2 separate regions of the Mus musculus genome follow, and region 2 is linked to region 1. The links are chromatin contacts, called in public HiChIP or PLAC-seq maps. All regions are on one chromosome and are shown on one strand. Each heading gives the region's core, a stretch centred on a gene start, on an enhancer-like site or on the middle of the called end of the contact. The rest is flanking DNA. Distances are from core to core; before and after follow the strand shown.

Evidence for each region. HiChIP or PLAC-seq counts read pairs in DNA pulled down with a chosen protein or histone mark.
Region 2: a FOXA1 HiChIP or PLAC-seq map of pancreatic cancer cells shows a contact between it and region 1. The contact joins two enhancer-like sites. A contact is called at or near these places in 3 of 115 datasets of contacts at active chromatin or transcription factors (effector CD8 T cells, embryonic stem cells and pancreatic cancer cells) and 3 of 9 other capture datasets (adipose tissue, liver and pancreatic islet).

The regions. Positions count from the first base shown.
Region 1 is chr19:46,523,291-46,526,150 of GRCm38.p6, forward strand. No RefSeq gene overlaps it. Among named protein-coding and RNA genes, the nearest start is that of Trim8, 23 kb to the left of the region's middle. Within about 2 kb of position 1,496, at least 254 of the 459 cell types and tissues checked have an H3K27ac peak or open chromatin away from gene starts, as enhancers often do. A contact at or near this core is called in pancreatic cancer cells, where this site is marked.
Region 2 is chr19:46,698,005-46,700,704 of GRCm38.p6, forward strand. Borcs7 (BLOC-1 related complex subunit 7) reads left to right here. Exons shown (of 5, transcript NM_025563.3): 2 at 1,552-1,614; 3 at 1,734-1,777. Among named protein-coding and RNA genes, the nearest start is that of As3mt, 8.1 kb to the right of the region's middle. Within about 2 kb of position 1,352, at least 81 of the 459 cell types and tissues checked have an H3K27ac peak or open chromatin away from gene starts, as enhancers often do. A contact at or near this core is called in pancreatic cancer cells, where this site is marked.

The sequences.
Region 1 (2,860 bases), core at 246-2,745:
CTGACCTCCACAGGGAGGAGGGGCCAGAAGCAGGAGAGAATGTGGGGAGAGATAAGGAATACAAGCCACTGTGGATATGGGGGCTTAGAAAGGACCAGGGTCAAGGGTGGGAGCCTAGTTCAGGCTTCTCTTCCTGGTTTGTCAACCCTGTGCCCAGAGTCAGCAGAAAAATCTCAGCTCTAGGGAGGAGGCAGCACAGAACCCCAGGCTGCTGAGGGAGCAGGGCAGGCAGCAAGATGCCATTGTGTGCCTGCAATCAAGAGGCTTCAGAGGAAATCAAAAGCGCCAACTGGATGTGTGCGCACTGTCTTACACTCGCTCTCAAATACACTCACACATTTGAGTGCGTACAAACGCGCGCGCACACACACACACACACACACACACACACGCACTTCTGCCTCTAAATGGGTCAAGTGGAGGCTGTGGTGTGGGTTAGCCAGGGAAGGCTAGGACGTGGGGTGGGGGTGGGAAGAGCAGCCTGGGCCCTGGTACCCGCTCACTCTCCTGGCACAGGAGATGGCGGCAGCTGCAGAGTGGAGTGGGATGTGAGGATAAATATACACCTCCCATGCATATGGATAATGCCCACAGCTGCCCTGCCTGCGCAGTGTTCATTAGGACCAACTGTTTCAGGAGCAGTTCAGGCAGGCGGGAGGGTGCATGCCCATTCACGGGCTCAGGGCAGGGGGGCTGCCTGCAGCTGTGCAGGCCCCGCCTCCTGCCTGGATCAGCATATCCCAGCCGCGGAATGAATCCTGCTCCCTCCCACTCTCTCTCTGCCCAACTCACTGCCCTGCTAGTTCTTGCAGGTCTTAGGGTGGAGAGAGGCCGAGAGCGAGTCAGGATGAAATCTATCTCGGGGGCTCGGTGTATTGAGGGGAAGAGTCGGGCTGGATTAAGTCAGTCTTCTGGCTTCAGGATGGGCTACTGGTGGCAACCAAAGATGATCCCCTCTTTTCCAAAAAGCCATCTGTGGCAGGGAAACTGCTTTAGCTCTGTCATCTGGGAGCTTAAGGGAAGTCCCAGCCCATCGGACTGGAAAGCCCCAGATCAGCCACGTTCTGTGTATGGGGGCTGATGTGGGGACTGTTGTTCTTCCCTGATTCTGACCTTTTGGTGCAAGTAAGACAGGGAGGGAGGCTGGTGGGCTCTGAAGAGTGTACGGAGATGGGATGGGGAAAGCAGGCGGGGAGGAGCTAGTGACACAGATAAGCCATTCCTAAGGATGAATGTGAAGTTTGTGCCCTACACATGGATACCTGACTGAAAGAAAAGGCCAGGATATGCTAGCCAGTGTGTGAAGTCTGTCCAATGTGGGTCCGAAGGAGGAAAATGGAGACAGATGACAGGCCTCTTTGGGCTCTAGTTTTCAAGACTGCTCAGCAGGCAGAAGCTGTGGGTGTGTGGAGGGGGCGTGTCTGTCCTGCAAGCCGCTCTTTTTCCTCCCCTCCCTTCGGGAAGTCAGAGTGGACGGTCAGGACTGCTGCTCCAATGACCTAGATCAAACTTGGCCAATCTCTGGTTCAGACTGGAAGCAACAGACTTAGCCCAGAACCCGCTCCCAGCTGAGCCCAGCTGCTTTCTTTTGTTTTTAAGGGTGGGGCTGGTTCCTGTTTGGCGCCCTGTGCTGGTGGCCTTGGGAGCAGCAGCTAGGGGAAGGTCCAAAGGCCGAGTGAGGTCATCCCTGGCCCACCTTACTGTGCCTTGGAGGCCTGTCCTCCAGGTGCTCCTAGCCACTGATGGTCCTGATGGAGAGCCAGGGCTTCCAAACGAGGAGCCAGCAGGAGCCCAAGCTGCATGCGGGCTCCGGCTCCTGGGTGCTCCACACTCACTCCTTGTTGGGAGCACGTTTCCTGGGTGCTCCACGCTCCTTGTTGGAAGCACGTGGCTGTGGTGACTACTTAGCAGAATCCACTCAGCCAATCACTAGAAGAGGCAACAGTTTGTTTGGTCCCCAGCCCCCCAGCTTCAGGTACCCCAGCCAAGACTTCTGCCCACTCCTGCACCCCATTTGCTCTCTAAAATTCTGTCATTAATATTTAATTTCTTTAGCAAGGGCTTTTTGTCCCTGGAACACCGCACTTCACACTAAGGAAGGAAATTGCTCTGTAGTTCTTTGTGAAGGGGATTCCTGTGTTCTTTCTTTCAAAACAACTTTTTTTATTTTTTAATTTTTTAAAAGATTGCTGTTGTTTTATTTTTCACATATTGGTGTTTTGCCTGTATCTATGTCGGTGCACTGTGTGCACCTGGGTGCTTTGCAAGAACAGCCAGTGCTCTTACACACCAAGCCAGCCCTCCAGCCTTCTTTCTGGGCTTCTAAGATCACAGCTTTGGAAGTCAAAAAGGAACTGGGTTAGTGCCAGCGTAGAGGCAGGAGGATCTCTGTAAGTCTGAGGCCACTCTGGTCTACATAGTGGGTTTGGGCCAGCCAGAATAACATAATGTGAGCCTGTCTTTTATCGATATTACGATGATGATGGTGGTGGTGATATTTTTTGTGTGTGTAGCTGTGTAAGTGTTTCAGAACTCTCTTTGTAGACTAGGCTAGCCTTGAAATTGGAGATCTGCCAGCCTCTCTCTGCCTCTGGAATGCTGGGATTAAAGGTATGCACCACCATGCCCAGTGAGCCGGCCTTGACTCCTCTGTCTCCTTCTTGTGAGATCTTGGACAAGTAACTCAGTATCTCCAGTTAATAGTGTCCTTGCCAAGGTTAAGTAAGATTAATAAATAAGTTGTTTCTGGGGCAAAAGGATACTGACTTAACTGTTTTTTTCTCAGCTGCCCCTGATGTGTGGAGGTCTGGTTGCTGGTTACAGACTGTATTTCCACAGGTCCATGCCTGTGACTGGTTCT
Region 2 (2,700 bases), core at 102-2,601, 170 kb after region 1:
GCCTCAGAAGCACACGAGGTTTACAAGTTTGAAATTTTAGAGCGCAAAATGAACTACGCCAGTGCTGACGTCCTGGCTACTTTGGGGTCGTCAGCTGCTAGAGATTTCCTAGCCAAGGTGAGCCCGGAGAATTTGATGTGTTGGTGGGATGCACAGAACTGCCTCCGCGGGGTTCCCTTGTGAGCCAGGGCCACACACAGCTGCAGGAAGCCTGCAGTCGCAGTCTCACTGGGTCTCACTGGTCTCCCTCGCCTTCACACAGCTATAGCTTTGCTTGGAGGTCAGGTCACCGTGCTGAATCGGAGTTCCCCATTGCTCTTTTGGTCTCAGGGCCCAGCTGACACCAAATTCAAAAGTTGGCCTTCACATTTCCTCTTTTTTTCTCTTTCTCAGCTCCATCTGGCTGCCTCCCATGACGCGATTACCTGCTCTAAGCCTTGAATAGTGGCAACAATGGCGGCCGCTGCTGCTTCCCCTCTTCTTTTCCTCCTCCCCCTCTTCTCTTCCTCCTTTTCTCTTCCTCCTCCTCTTCCTCTGCTTCCTTCTCTTCCTCCTCCCTCCCCCTTCTCCTCTTTCTCCTTCTCCTGTTCCTTCTCCTCCTTCTCTTCTTCCTCCTTTTCCTCCCCCTTCTCTTCCTCCTCCTCTTCCTTCTCCTCTCCCTTCTCCTCTTCTTCCTCCTCTTTTCTCCTCTCTCTTTTCTCCTTTCTTTTGTGTTGAGGATAAGCTCAGGGCCTTGTCATGTCACATCAGATAGTCACCCACCACTCCAATACAACCCCAGTCCGTGAGCTTCTTCGCATGCCTTTTTTTCTTCCTCCTTTCTCTCCTTAAACCTTCAGATTCCGTCTCCCCCTCTCCCCCTCCCCCTCTCCTTTCCCTCTCCCCCCTCCTTCCCCTCTCCCCCTCTCCATAAGGTTTCTCTGTATTGCCCTGGCTGTCCTGGAACTCACTCTGTAGACCAGGCTGGCCTCAAACTCAGAGATCCACCTGCCTCTGCCTCCCCAGTGCTGGGATTAAAGTCCCGCACCAGGAATAGCTGTGATACATGGTGTGGGGGCTGGGAACTGAAGCTGTTGTCCTGTGCAGGAGAGGCACATGTTCTTAGGTCCTGAGCCGTTGCTCCAGCTCCCTGAAGCTTGCTTTTAAAGCATCAGAAATTAGTGGTCCAGCCAAAGCAGTTTTGCCGACTTCTCCCGGTACCTGATGAGCGGGCTGTGTTCATCAGAGCCGCATCCAACTGAGCTCAGTAGCTCTGGGGCCCTGGTTCTTTAAGAGGGTGTAGGTGTGGAGCCCAGCTGTGTCAGAACTGCCTCTGTGCCAGCGAGACGGAGTTTCTCTCTAGGACCTGCCAGGCTGAGTCACCATCCCTTTTTGTACTTCCTTGTTTTGAGACAGGGTCTTACTAAGTTAGCCATCCTTACTGTGTCGTCCAGACAGGCCTTGAACTCGTGACCCCCAGCTTTCCTAGCATCTGGTATTACAAGCCTGCACTACTGGGCCCGCCTCAGAGGTGGGAGCTTTGATCATTACTGTTTTATTTTTGTTTTCTAGCTGCTGGGGCAGGCAGCTCGAAACATGGTACTACAGGAAGATGCCATCTTACACTCGGAAGATGTAAGAAGCATTTGTGTCATGGTGTGTGTGTGTGTGTGTGTGTGTGTGTGTGTGTGTGTGTGTGCTTTGTGTGACCATAGGAAAGTGGACTATTCTGTTTCTCTCTCTGTGTTGTGCAGAGTTTAAGGAAGATGGCAATAATAACAACACACCTTCAGTACCAGTGAGTATGCCTTACCAGCAGTCACAATCCTCATCCTTACCCTGGTCATTTCTTTTGTGCTAAAGCACACCTTCCTATGGAGGTGGGAGGAGGATGGGAGTGGGAGGGGGATGGGAGTGGGAGGGGGATGGAGGTGGGAGGGGGATGGAGGTGGGAGGGGGATGGAGGTGGGAGGGGGATGGGAGTGGGAGGGGGATGGGAGTGGGAGGGGGATGGAGGTGGGAGGGGGATGGGAGGGGAGGGGGATGGAGGTGGGAGGGGGATGGGAGTGGGAGGGGGATGGGAGTGGGGGGGATGGAGGTGAGAGGGGGTGGGAGTGGGAGGGGGATGGGAATGGGAGGGGGATGGAGGTGGGAGGAGGATGGGAGTAGGAGGGAATTGGAGGTAGGAGGGTTGATGAGCGATGCAGTCTCCAGGGAAAGACACCTTCAAGGGGAAGTTGGGCTGCAGGAGAGTGGGAGCCGGGGCCACTTTTTTGACCTCCCTGTGTTAACTCAGGGCTCTACAAGGGAAGAAGGCATAGGAGCAGAGCCTGCCAGGACCGTGTTGCCACTGTGTGGCACCTGGGAAACACTCCACTCTGTGCCAGTGTTGCTCCTGCCCTGAAGAACAGAGCGGGGTAGTAGCTGGCATCCTGCATCTAACACAGCATCAGCAACACAGGAATCATTCAGATCTTGAAATACACAGTGCCTTCACTGTAGTTTTGAAGAAAACTATAGTTGAATTTGCCTTTGATTGTATTTTTTTCTTGTCCCATATTTTACGTAGTTGATAAGATGCTTGCCTTCCTGTTGGGATTGTATGGCTGAGAGTCCAGGTCCTGATAGCTAATGTTAAGGCTGTGTTTTAGGGCTGTGCATATTCACGACGTGGCTCTTTGGCCCCCCACAGGATTACACTAAGTGTAAGCCTCTTGTATT